Linked DNA regions of Sus scrofa: regions 1, 2 and 3 are each linked to region 4. Evidence: chromatin contacts called from public Hi-C, HiChIP or PLAC-seq and promoter capture Hi-C data. All regions are on one chromosome and are shown on one strand. The core of a region is the stretch at or near the end of the contact, and the rest is flanking DNA. Distances in the headings are between cores, read along the strand shown.

What was found. Promoter capture Hi-C pulls out the DNA fragments that hold promoters and counts their contacts. A called contact is a pair of places that touch in the nucleus more often than the background predicts. HiChIP or PLAC-seq counts read pairs in DNA pulled down with a chosen protein or histone mark.
Region 1: a contact with region 4 is called in an H3K27ac HiChIP or PLAC-seq map of skeletal muscle. The contact joins the enhancer-like site here to the promoter of IGF1R in region 4. A contact is called at or near these places in 1 of 5 promoter capture datasets (liver), 6 of 47 Hi-C or Micro-C datasets (alveolar macrophages, embryonic fibroblasts, mesenteric adipose tissue and 3 more) and 2 of 2 datasets of contacts at active chromatin or transcription factors (alveolar macrophages and skeletal muscle).
Region 2: a contact with region 4 is called in a promoter capture Hi-C map of fetal skeletal muscle, with 4 times the contacts expected there. The contact joins the promoter of SYNM here to the promoter of IGF1R in region 4. A contact is called at or near these places in 1 of 5 promoter capture datasets (fetal skeletal muscle), 3 of 47 Hi-C or Micro-C datasets (blood, fibroblasts and liver) and 1 of 2 datasets of contacts at active chromatin or transcription factors (skeletal muscle).
Region 3: a contact with region 4 is called in a Hi-C map of fibroblasts, with 2.3 times the contacts expected there. The contact joins the enhancer-like site here to the promoter of IGF1R in region 4. A contact is called at or near these places in 1 of 5 promoter capture datasets (fetal liver), 4 of 47 Hi-C or Micro-C datasets (embryonic fibroblasts and fibroblasts) and 1 of 2 datasets of contacts at active chromatin or transcription factors (skeletal muscle).

What each region holds. Positions count from the first base shown.
Region 1 is chr1:137,475,946-137,479,043 of Sscrofa11.1, reverse strand. The region is part of intron 2 of IGF1R (insulin like growth factor 1 receptor); the gene reads left to right. Among named protein-coding and RNA genes, the nearest start is that of PGPEP1L, 170 kb to the right of the region's middle. Within about 2 kb of position 1,478, at least 47 of the 83 cell types and tissues checked have an H3K27ac peak or open chromatin away from gene starts, as enhancers often do. A contact at or near this core is called in liver, mesenteric adipose tissue, omental adipose tissue and 2 more, where this site is marked.
Region 2 is chr1:137,853,788-137,856,950 of Sscrofa11.1, reverse strand. It overlaps SYNM (synemin), which reads right to left and starts at 1,307. Exons shown (of 12, transcript XM_021098348.1): 1 at 376-1,307. The coding sequence starts at 1,185.
Region 3 is chr1:137,446,447-137,449,459 of Sscrofa11.1, reverse strand. IGF1R (insulin like growth factor 1 receptor) reads left to right here. Exons shown (of 21, transcript NM_214172.1): 4 at 1,172-1,320. Among named protein-coding and RNA genes, the nearest start is that of PGPEP1L, 140 kb to the right of the region's middle. Within about 2 kb of position 1,394, at least 6 of the 83 cell types and tissues checked have an H3K27ac peak or open chromatin away from gene starts, as enhancers often do. A contact at or near this core is called in embryonic fibroblasts, where this site is marked.
Region 4 is chr1:137,688,843-137,691,858 of Sscrofa11.1, reverse strand. It overlaps IGF1R (insulin like growth factor 1 receptor), which reads left to right and starts at 1,426. Exons shown (of 21, transcript NM_214172.1): 1 at 1,426-1,547. The coding sequence starts at 1,454.

The DNA of each region.
Region 1 (3,098 bases), core at 229-2,728, 210 kb after region 4:
CCTTCAGAGGAGGTGAAGGAGAAGGGAGGAGATCTCAAATGACCAAAAAAAAAAAAAAAAAAAAAAAAAAAAAGTCCCATTAACTTTGGTCCTGGCTGCAAGTGTCTCTTGCTTTTGAGGACTTAACGAGGACACAATTAGAGAGCTGACTCAGGCACAGCCCTGAATATTTTGGACAGGCTAGGAAGGCTTATGCCACCATAAGAAATTTCATTAATAGTATGAAATTTTATCTCTGAGCTTTTTAAACTGTAATTGAAAGGGGTGCTCAAGATACTGTTTTCTTCTTTCAGAATATACACTAATAGTGACAATACAAACATTTAGGAGGACCCCCCCCCATTTAATTAAATTTCAGCAGCCCAAAATCAGATTTGCATGAAGAAATCATTATTTTGAATTTCCCATTACCAAACGATTAAAATTACTCTTTAAAGAGAGGGTTTTAAAAAAATAGCTATTTGATTCTTAACTACCTAAGTGACCTTTTTTATTCTTTTTATTTATACCTTAAAAGAATAAAAAACTATTTCTACTCAACTATAATGTTTTATTAAAGCTCATGCATCTCTTTGAAAGAACTGTGAATGACTACAGTTTTTAATATCCTGCAGTCCACTCCAGTTTGTAATTGTACTTTGACAGACAAGATCATGCTAGGTACACTGAGCTCCATATGGCCTTCATTTTAGCTCACTGATACTTATAACTTCTCAAAAATTAAATTTTAAGAGTTTGAAATGTAACTGTTATATTAGGAAAAGAGAAAAAAACTTCAAGCATCCTAAACCATACATGCTTAGTGGGCTGGGCTGTCAGGTCACTCACATTTGCAGGACCAAGTAGGTATTTTGACGGTAGAATTGATAATACTGAATTAGTTTGGATGCTAAATATGTACAGCTTTTATAGTTGTGGTTGCACAGAAATCAGAAGACTACTTTGTACCAAGATTCTTTTGTGTTTACAGTTTCTTGGTGAATGTTTTAAGTTTGGCTCAGAGCACAGTGAGATAGCTAACATTTATTTCTGTCATTTCTAGTCCCCAATCTCGATGTTAGAGTAAGTCCCAATAGAGCGGTTAAAAATTCTTGGAAGTGGACATGCAAAACTCCCCCTCAGATCGTTGCTGCGCCGGCCTGGCTGACTGGAGGAGGGGCTCAGCAAGTGTTAAGTCTAGAGAGTGGGCGGGGCCATCTGACGGCGCTCTTGCCACGCCCACCTCCACGTCACGTGGTCTCCAGACACCACACGTGGGAAAGCGGTCGGAAAAGGGAGCGGGCGGGTGTGGCATTTGGGTTTTGAAAGACTTCCTCAGCTCCCTGTTTTTTTTGTTGTATGGCTTTTGTTTTTCCTAATTTTAAAAATCCCAAAAGCTGAAAACATGTAAACGGTTTCTCATTTGTCTCCAATCATGTAATCTAAACCTCTTGCTGGTTCAAGTTTTTCCACGGAAACATGGTTTGAATCTTGTGGTTCGATCGCGATAGCACAGTGTGAAGCCACGCCGCCTCCCTCGGGATGTGTCCTGGTGCTGCTGGCTAGTGTTTTTCGCGTGTTGGCGATCCACGTTATGTTGGAAAAATAACTCGTTCTGAAGAATTTCCGTACAAACCCTAGTTTCTTCTTAAGGATAGTTAAGTTTTGATAGAAAACCGGCTGTCCTAAAGTAAGAGAGTGCTCAGACGTCCGACCTGGCGGCGCTTTCCAGAGGGAGGAGCCTCTGGGTAGATGGTAAGCAGAGGTCACCCAGGTTCAGGTTCGCTGCTAAGGTACTTAGCAGCGGGGCAAAATTTTAAACGAAAGTAAAAGATTTAAATGTGATTGCGAAAGAGAAAAACTAACATGGAGAGAGGGTGTTCATTCTCAAACTAAACTCAAGTCGTAATATTCTGGGTTCACGCCCAAATACACACTCCGGTTGGAGACAAAAACTGATCGCAACAGCGCTTGATGCTCACGGCATCCACTGACGGACGCCGCTGCCAGTGCCTCCACCCCCCGCCCGCATGCCACCCTAGGCACACGTACCCTCTGAATTTCCTGGCACCCAGTAAATGCATATTCTAATTTAAATCTTCTCAGCGCTCTCATTTCTTCCCATTTCGCGTGGGAATTTAAGATTTCCTTCAGTTTGCTTTCTATTCACCTTCATTAAAATGCAATAAAGCAAAGGAGTTTATTAAGGGCGATCCCACTGTATAGAGACAATTTAGTGAGAAGAAGAAAGGCTCCAAAGATTAAACCTCATCTTAAAAATCGGAAACAGACTCTTGTTATTAATAACTTTGAAAATGGAAATCCAACTTTTGATAAATTATTTCAGAGGAGTAATTCTGGGGAACAGACATTTAGTAGGTAACTCTGTGTCTGGTCATCAATTACAGTGATTTCCTTGCATCAGCTCCAGAAAATCAGAATATTCATGAGCTTTCCGGTCGGACTCAGACCTTCAGGAGCCTTGAAATTTTCCTGTTGGGATGAGAGGAAGTGCTGTCGGTGTTTTTGGCAGCTGGGTGAAACCAGAAAAAGATAAGCAGAGGAGTGGGATGATGTCCATTGGTTTGGTCCCATCATCCCGCTTTTAATTTGTGAAATTTAAAGTTTAAAAAATCATGTTAAGTGTGTGATCCTTTTTAGAATTCACTGGGTCTGTTGAGGAAGTGGTTTTGTTTTTGTGAGTTTGTTTAAACAAATGACTGAGGTTTTTGTTTTTCACTCTGTCTGGCGAGGCAGCATTGCTACACTTTTTTAAATTCATGAAATAGTGACCAATGAGCCTGTTCTTTAGCACTCCTCTCCTTTTGTGATGGGAGGACAAGGAGGCAGACACCAATGGCGCCTCTCACAATGGAGGTTTGTTTGTTTATTTTTTTAATTTAATGGAGGGATTGTAGATGGCTTAAAATTTCCTTGTGCCAAGACAGAGAAAGGAGGAGGGAAAAAGAATAATTAGTCTATTCTAAACAACTTTAGCAATAGATGATCCATAGGCTTTAACTTTGGATAGCAACAGAAGCCTCTTTCTAGACCTCATCCTGTGATGTTTTAAACAAACTTGATATGTTCAATTAAAATCTTTCTTAAAGGAAAAAATG
Region 2 (3,163 bases), core at 58-2,557, 170 kb before region 4:
CCTGGTTGACTTCTATGTGAACTCGGTCTTCCAAACACAAGAAACTGAAAGAACTGAGAACTGAGGGAGTCATTTGTCAGGATGCACCCAGTCATGTCAAGGTCTAAATTTGACAACCTGACAGGGACAGGGCCATTCACCAGGATCTGCCACTTGGCACTCTTCCACTGAGTAGATGGACCAAAGAACTGCGCACTTTTTCCAGTACTGGCAAGATGCCGGGATCCTGAGGAAGGCGGCCCCTTGGCGCCCGGGTCCCCAGGTGCACCCGCTGCGCTGGCCCCACCCGTCAGCCTTGCCGGGCCCTGGGTGAGCACTCTGTGGTCTGGGAGCCCTACCACTCCCCCACCACCAGCGCTCGCAGGGCGCACAGACCTGCCGCTCCTCGGCTTGAAGCTCGTACTCCTCTTGTACCCGCAGCAGCTCGTTTTCCAGCAGCGCTCGCAGCTGCTCCAACTCGAGCGCCTCGCGCCGCAGCGCCTCCGCCTCCTGCGCGCACAGCCGCGTCTCTTCCTCGGCCTCGCGCCGGCTCTCCTGGCCGCGCCGCAGCGCCTCCTCCAGCTCGCGCACCTCTTCCTCGTACAGCTGCACGGTCTCCCGCCACGACTCGGCCACTAGCAGTGCGTAGCTGTCGTGCACTTCCCTCAGGCGCGGCGGGGGTGCGGCAGGGCCGGTGGCGCGGGCGCGATAGCGCAGAGTCAGGCCAGCGGAGCGCGCGCGCAGCTCCCGCACATCGCGTTCATGGGCCGCGTCAAGGCCGCGGCGCTCGGCCTGCAGCCGGCCCAACAGCGCCTCGAGAGCGGCGCGCGCACCTAGCTCCTCCTGAAGCTCCCGCCGCTGAGCGTCCAGCTCGGCATCCAGACGGCCGCGGGCGGCGCGCGCCTCTTCGCCCAGCAGCTGCAGTTCCCGCAATTCGCGCCGCAGCGCGTCGCGCTCGCCCTCGGCCAGCGCCGTGGCCCAGCTCAGTTCGTCCAGCTGCTGCCGCAAGCTGCACGCCTCCTCCGCGAAGCGGGCCTGCGCCTCGGCCCACAGGCCCTCGTGGCCCCGCCGGCTGCGCAGCTCCTCCTCCAGGAGCAGGTTTTCGCGCTCCAGCTCCCGCACTCGGCACACATAGTCGTAGAGCCGGGCGTTGAGCTCCTGCAGCTCAGCCTTCTCGGAGCCCGTCTGCAGCCGCCAGGATAGCATCTTGATGGTGTGCGGGGCTCTCCTGGCGGGCCGGTTCCCTCCTGCCCTGGTCTTGTCCCCTCCGCCGCGCCGCTCCCGCCCCGCCGCTGCTCCCGAGGCCCGCAGACTGGGGCGGGAGTTGGCGAGCGAGCGGCACTTACCAGGGTGGGCGGGAGGGAGTGGCCGCGGGCCACGTCCTCTAGCCAATCAGAGTGCGGCCCGGCGCGGCCAGTGTGGCCGGACAGCGCCTCCTGGCGGAATGACCGTGAGGCCGCGCGGCTGCCCAACCCAGGGCCAGGCTGTCCGGAGCCCTCTAAGCTGGCTCTCGCATATCGGCAGGCAGGGTTCTCAGAAGGGGTACTGAGGGTTCCTCGTTATTCTCCTCCTCCCATTCACCCAGATGCACATCGTCACCTGGCCCTTGTTCGTCAGGCCACACAGCTGCTGTAATGTCAGCATCCAGACCTCTCTGGAAATCCCATCAGTACGAGCGTCTCTCATAGGCCACACTGGGGCACCAGGGCACTGTGGGGCGGCCAACAGTAGCCTGGACTCAACCTGTAGCCATTGTTCTCAATTCTTCAGTTCTCCACGTTAGGGAGGTAGGAGAGCCTTCTCAGGGACCAGTGGCTCTCCCAAGAGGATGCTTTGCTCAGACTCATTAGGTTTTCTTTCATGCCCTTCAAGGTCTTGCATTTTGAAACTCAAAACTTTCCCCATACTTATGCTTTATGTTTCTGAGAAACATCTTCTATAGACTATTGCTGCTCAGTTTGGGAAAGAGTTATAGAGCACCAGGAAATAGCAGGAGGATAACATAAAGTCCCACCACGGTTAATCTTTCAAAATCATACCCTGATGCATCATAGTTAATCCTCACAAAACTGTAGCTCAGAGAAGTTGAGCAACTTGATTAAGGACACATAGTTCCTAAATATGGGAATAGAAGTATTAGACGTTGTGACTGCAGAAGCAGACTTGAGCAGGCAGTGTCCAACCAGGAAAGAGAAAAACACTCAAAGGGAAGGGAATGATTTAACGGGGTGAAATGAGACTACTTACAAAGGGGTGGATGTGATGGGGAAGCCGCGGGAATCAGAAAGACCCAGAAGCCACTAGCCCCCTAGAGGCAGAAGGAGGGAACAGTGTTGAGGAGCAGGAGCTGTAGCATGCATCCTAGGAGGAAGAGAAGGAAAAATCCAACCCTTCTCTCTTCTTGCTCTCCCGCTCCTGCCAGTGCCTATTGCTGCAGAACCCAGAAGTCACCGGGACTGGCAGTGGCGTGCTGGCTTGTGAAAGCTACCTGTTAAATTATCAGGAATTTTGTGAGCTAGTTGTTAAAAGCTATTATTAAAAATAACACTAGCCAGATATTATTAAAAAATAAATTATAGAGGATTACCATTAATTATTCAAAAAGGAAATAAAACTTAAAATATATCACTTCCTAATTATTTTACTGCTCTTTACTATTATCTGTTCTTGAAGTTATGGATGTCTAATATCCTTGTAAGATGGAATGCTATATAACCCATGCTCCTGGAGTTCCCGTCGTGGCGCAGTGGTTAACGAATCCAACTAGGAACCATGAGGTTGCAGGTTCGATCCCTGCCCTTGCTCAGTGGGTTAACGATCCGGCGTTGCCGTGAGCTGTGGTGTAGGTCGCAGACACGGCTCGGATCCTGCGTTGCCGTGGCTCTGGCGTAGGCTGGCAGCTACAGCTCCGATTCGACCCCTAGCCTGGGAACCTCCATATGCCGCAGGAGCGGCCCAAGAAATGGCAAAAAGACCAAAAATAAAATAAAAAAATAAAAAAATAAATAACCCATGCTCCTGAGTGGCTACCCACCTCTGTGCTTGCTGACATTGTATTGGTAGCATGAGTATTTACACTGCAGAAATCAGTAGATTTTTTGTTAATTGTCAACTTGATTCATTATTCTACCGACAGCCAAGACTTACTTAAAGAATTGATGGAGAACATGTTAGTAATGAAGAT
Region 3 (3,013 bases), core at 145-2,644, 240 kb after region 4:
CAAGAAAGGAGAAATCTCCATGGCTGTGTTTGGTCCAGTTCCTTTGGAAGCCTTGCCTCCTGTTTTCCCAGCATGGAATAGGAAAATGGCAAGGAAATTTTATTCATCTATAAGCTTTTAAACAAAACCCTCATCTTTGCCTTAGATTTGCAATAAAGTTTGGCTGGAGGGTGGTCTTGAATGCAAAGGGCTATGACCTACTCTGTTTTCTTGAATGTACTGTACTTGTCTTCATGAAGTTTGAAAGATCATTCAAGAATAATCATGTAAATGTAGTGGCTTTCCAGTTCACCATCCTCTTGCACACCAATCCTATAATGTTGTATCATTTATTTGTTTGGAAATCTTCTCAACTTTCTGATTGTCTGTGGTGTGCTGTTTTGGCATTAGCATTCTGTCTACTATTCCCTAAATAAGGCTAGGTAAGCAGGAAAAGTGCCAATCTCACTCACTAGTCCCCAACTCTTGGTAGTTTGTGGCATGCTCTGGATTGCATTTGAAATAGCTCATTACAAAGTAATGGAACTTCCTTGTTTTTATTGTGTATGCAGCGAAAACAACATTTGGATCAATTTACAAGTTTTTGCCAAACACTGTCAAGAAATTATTTCACTTGTGCTTTAGTAAGAAAATAAGGGATCTGCGCTCTACCACATGCCTTTCAGAATCCCTCACTGGGCTTTTTGCTGGGCCACTGGCTGCAGGAGTTAGATTCCTGTTAGTGGCAGAAATGCTGCTGTCCCTTTGCTGACCCTGTCCACTCTCCCAGAAGCATCAGCAGGGGCCACAGCATCACAGAACAGTTCTGTTCTTCCTAGGAGGCCCTCAGTGCTTCCTTTCTGTAAGGCAGTTTCTCCCTCTTGGGACTGGCTGGCTCACCAGTCACAGCCTATGATACATGCATGCCTCGAGGATGTATCATGTGTTTTGTCTGGAAGCAGGCAGCACACTTTTCCTTTGTAGGCAGTTCCCCTTTTAGTTGCAATTTGAGTGGCTTATCCTGGGAAGGCTTGGGGATGAGATACAGTGCAGCCACTTGAATGCTTCCAATGGTTGCTTTTTGTGATGTGTGCTGTAAAAAACACCTAGAATAAAGGCATAGCTTTATGATTTCTTTGTTATTACAAGATGGACTCAGCTCTCTGTGTTTTTGGTTGGTTATGTTCAACAGCATGTACTGTATCCCTTGCGAAGGCCCTTGCCCCAAAGTCTGTGAGGAAGAGAAGAAGACAAAGACCATTGATTCTGTCACTTCTGCTCAGATGCTCCAAGGATGCACCATCTTCAAGGGCAACCTGCTCATTAACATCCGACGCGGCAGTAAGTATTCCATCTCGCTGGAAGAGATGGCCAGATCTCCTGGTTTTCTTTTGCTGATGCTTATTCCAACTCATCCATGACTCACAACTTAAATATGGGTTTAGGAAAACAACATGGTGCGTAAGCCTCATGCTCAATGCTCCTCCTTTGAATTTCCCTCAAAGATTTAAAAAAAAACTAAAAAACAAAAACAGGGAGTTCCCATTGTGGCTCAATGGTAATGAACCCAACTAATATCCATGAGGATGCAGGTTCAATCCCTGGCCTCACTCAGTGAGTTACAGATCTGTTGTTGATGTAGCTGTGGTGTAGGCTGGCAGCTGCAGCTCTGATTCAAACCCCAGCCTATGCTATACCTGCAGTCCTAAAAAGCGAAAAAAAAAAAGAAAGAAAGAAAAAAGAAAGAGACTGGTTTTTAGCCATCGACACAGCATTTATTTCTGCAGAAGGTCGTCCTTCATCTTTAAGTTTCATCTTACTCAGGAAATGCATGTCCCAGCACACATAAACCCCAGAAGAGATGGATGGATCAGAGGTGTGACTCAGCAGTCTCCAGCCGGAGCCAAGTCCACAGAGCTTTAAATCCAAAGAGTGTGGGTTACTTGGATGTGTTGAAGAGACCGACCAAGGGGAGAGTTTAATGACGTCACTTTCAAATTTTATTAAGTCTGAAAGTGGTCACTCTCTACTCTAAGTTACTTCTGAGAACCAAAAAGATACAAGATACATATGTCATCAAAGCTTCAGTCTCACAGTCTGTAGGATTGCCATTGTTTGCACCAGATAGCATTCTTAGAAATTATATATTCATGTGAAGCATTTCCTGTTGTCTTATTTAGTGATATTTTCATTCTGATCCGTAATCGACAAGGGCTTCTAGTAACAGTGCCTTAAATTTTCCTCTACTTGGTGGAGGTACTGATACGTTCATAAGCTAGGAGAAATATAGTAAGAAGACCTTGAGGTTGAAAGGAATTTTTTTCTAAATCCTTTTGTGAAGAAATTTTTCTTGTACTGTTTTTGAGGCAAAAATATCTTATTTTTTCAGGACATTTACTTTTCCCTAATACTATCTGTACAATGAATGAGCTCTATTCTTATGGTTTAAAGATGGCAGAAATAAGTTTTTTGCTTAGTTCTTCTGAATTTTTTGTTATCTCTTGACTTTCACAATACCTTTCACCTCTCCACAACAGGGATAACTTTGTTTCCACATGACTAGAATTTTCTTACCTTTATGGTATTCTGAAGGTTTATTCTTTTTGCTCTAACTAGATTTCTTAACTTGTAAAAAAAATTTCCTTATTCCCTAGGATATACCCTTTAAATGCCTAATCCTTCCTTTTTTTTTTTTTTTTCATCTTTCCATCCTCAAGATAAAAATTTAGTCCATGAATTAAATCTGTGGAGTAGGATAGTTTGAGAAGGAGTTGGCACATATTCATGCCTGGGGATGAAATGTGCCTTCCAGTTTATGTCCACCGCAGGAAAGCGGTTGGACCTCTCATTGGAAAGGACATTCCTCAGCCTTGACTAAAAGGCATGAGTCCCACCCCACATTTATTCAGGATCTTTCCCTTGAAACATCAACTGCAGGCAGCCTCTAGTCTTTACAGCTTGAATTTCTCCTTCATTTCTCTTGGAAAACCATCAAACTGTACATTAACTGTAGAGCCTTACCCCAGAGGACAGT
Region 4 (3,016 bases), core at 177-2,676:
AGCCGTGATGTTGTTGTTTTCAATGAACCTCTCGCGCCCCGCACTCCCCGCCCCAGCCCCTCCTCCCCTCCACTGGTAGCTCCGCGGCGGAGCCCGGACGGGCGCCGGGGGCATTGTTTTTGGAGTCTTGCGGGAGGGGAGGGCGCGTGCAGGGTGGCCGGCGCAGTGCGGGTGGGGGCGAGAGCGTGTGGGCGCGCGCACGCGTGTGCCCGCGAGGGCGAGAGGCGGGGGCGGTGCCTCGCAGCTTCGCATCCCACGCCCGGGCTCCGCTCCGCACGTCCCTGGAATCCCGAGCTCCGGCTCTTGGCGCGCGCCGGCCTGGGCCGGGCCCTCGGCGCGCGGCGGCTGCGGCTGAGGCAGTTCCAGTGTATGCGCGGGCGCGTGTGCGCGGCCTCGAGCGCGCGCGCGAGCCCCCAGTGTGTGGCAGCGGCGGCAGCGGCGCGGCGAGGCTGAGGCTCTTGTTTACCAGCATTAACTCCGCTGAGCGGAAAAAAAAAAAAAAAAAAAAAAAAAAAAAAAAAAAGGAAAAAAACCCGAGGAGGAGCGAGCGCACCAGGCGAACTCGAGAGGCGAGCGAGGGAGAGGGACGCCGCCTGCAAGCCTGCCCCCAGCGCACCCGTGCCCGGCGCTTGGAGACCCTCGTCCCCGCTCCACGGGCCCTCCACGCCCCTCCCGCGCGAGGGGAGCTCCACGGCGCGCCGCGCGCCTCGGCTTTGACCTTCAGCGAGCCGGAGCCCCCGCGCGCGGAGCCGGCGGCAGCGGGCGGGGGCCGGGCGGGGGCCGGCGCGGGGCGGGCAGCGGCGGCGCGGAGCCCGGGCGGCGCGGCAGGAGTGCTGAGCGCGGCGCGGCCGGCCCGCCGCTTTGTGTGTGTCCTGGATTTGGGAAGGAGCTCGCGGCGGCGGCGGCGGCGCTGAGGGAGGAGGAGGCGGCGGCGAGTGGAGCCTGGAGGAGGAGGAGGGGGAGCCGCTCATTCATTTTTACTCCGCATTTCTGCCCCCGGCCGGCCTCTCCTGAGACCCAGACTTCGGGGCAATCTTGCGAACTGCGTCGCGCCCTCCCACCGCTAAGGCTCAGGGGTCGGACAGTCTCCCCCTCCTTCTGGGGTCGGGTTTGTTTTTCCTCGCTGAGACGGATTTGGGCTTTGCCTCTTTTCTTTGCAGTTTTTCATCCTCTCCTGCCTCTCTCGGTTTGAAAATGGAGGCCGACGACGCCGACAGCCCGCCCCGGCGCGCCTTGGGTTCCCGACTCCGCCGAGCCCTGGGCCGCGGTTGCCGGCGCTGAGGGGCCGCCCCGTCCGCGCTGCCCGGCGGACCCCCCGACCGGCGCCGCCTTTGGAGTATTGTTTCCTTCGCCCTTGTTTTTGGAGGGGTGGGCGAAGACTGAGTTTGAGACTTTTTCGTTTCCTCCCCCCCTTTTTTTTTGAGAAAGGGGAATTTCGTCCCAAATAAAAGGAATGAAGTCTGGCTCCGGAGGAGGGTCCCCGACCTCGCTGTGGGGGCTCCTGTTTTTCTCCGCCGCGCTCTCGCTCTGGCCGACGAGTGGAGAAAGTGAGTATGTGCCCGCCGCCCGCGGCCACTGCGGGAACTTTTCCTCCGAGGGGCTGCGCCCTGTTTGCGAAACCCGAGTTGCCACCGTCGCAGCTGTCGGGCTCCCGGGCTCGGGAGTCGCGGGGCGGGGCGCCGAGGGGCTCGGCCGAAAGGCCGGAGGGGCCCCGGGGCCCAGGCTTGTTAGTTTGGAGCCCCGCGGGCCCCAGCTCCGCGCATCCCCGCGCGGGAAGGGCCTCGGTGTTTTCTCTTCCTCTGTCCCGAGAGCCTTGCCCGGGGGGCCCGCTGTCTTCGAAGCTCTCATGCTTTGGCGGCCCGCGGTCGGGCTGGGAGCTGGGGCTCCAGCCGAGAAGTTCGCATCCGGCCGGCCCCGCCACCCGCACCTTGCGCCTCTCGAGGCGCGCGGGGCCGCCCCGCACTCAGCGCTGGTCACCGCTCAGCGCTCAGGCGGCGGTGACAGCTCATGCAGCACCCTCGCTGCTTGGGCGGACTCTGTGCCCGGTAGCAGGAGTGGGCAGCCCACCAGCCTCAGGGGTGCCCGGCGGAGAGGCCCCGCAGTCCCCAGGACAGGTTACCAAATATCCTAGCGCGGCCTCCTGTCGTCCAGCCTTGCCCCTTGGGCTCTTTGGGTTCCTGGCCTTCCCTGTCGCTTTCACCGGACTCCGTGCGGTCACCTGCCCCCCGTTTCTTGGGGCTGCTCAGTATGGCTCAGGGATGCGGGAAGCGTTCTCGCCTAGATCTCCACCCCTCCATGCACCCCCTGGAAAAGTGCGAGGTCCGGGCCCTGTATCAGTCGGGCTCTTCCGGGAAGCGCGTCCAGACCCCTAGTAAGAGTTCTGGGATCTTCTCCCAGTTTCTACCGGACTCTGGACGCTCTTGGCGGAACTAGGGGGTGGTAGGACAGCATCCGAGTGTGCGGGAGTGGGTGTGTGGTCGGAGCCGACGTGCATTTCCACACACGTGCTCACAACGCGAGGCTTTAGCTGCAGCCACATGGCTGCTCAGGGACACCCAGACGCCCGGCCCTGGCGAAAGGTATCTTGTGTCGTCGTTTATGGAGCTCCAGGGTCTGCGACGGAGGGTGTTTTGTTTTGCAAGCGCGCAGCCCTGGCCTTGGTTTCGTGGCCATAGTTTTGTTGCACTCCCCCCCTCCCTGCCCCGCACTTCCTTTGTACACAGTTAATAAGGATATCGCTCCACACGCTATCGCTTGCAATCTGATAGCTTTTGTTTTGGTAGCGTCGGGTAGGGGGCAGGGAAGTGCTGGGAGGGAGGGAGAACTTAGGGCCCCGCGGGTGTGTGGAGGGGTGAAAGGAGAGGGTTCTTTTCTTCTCAAAACATTAAAATGAGGCTTACTGGTACATTCTCGATGGCAGGGTAACTTGAACACGATTAAAGTTTAAATGCAGTCACAGAACTGGGGCTGGGAACGGCGAGGGCGTGTTGGTGAGTAATGGTTGCCAAGGGTATGC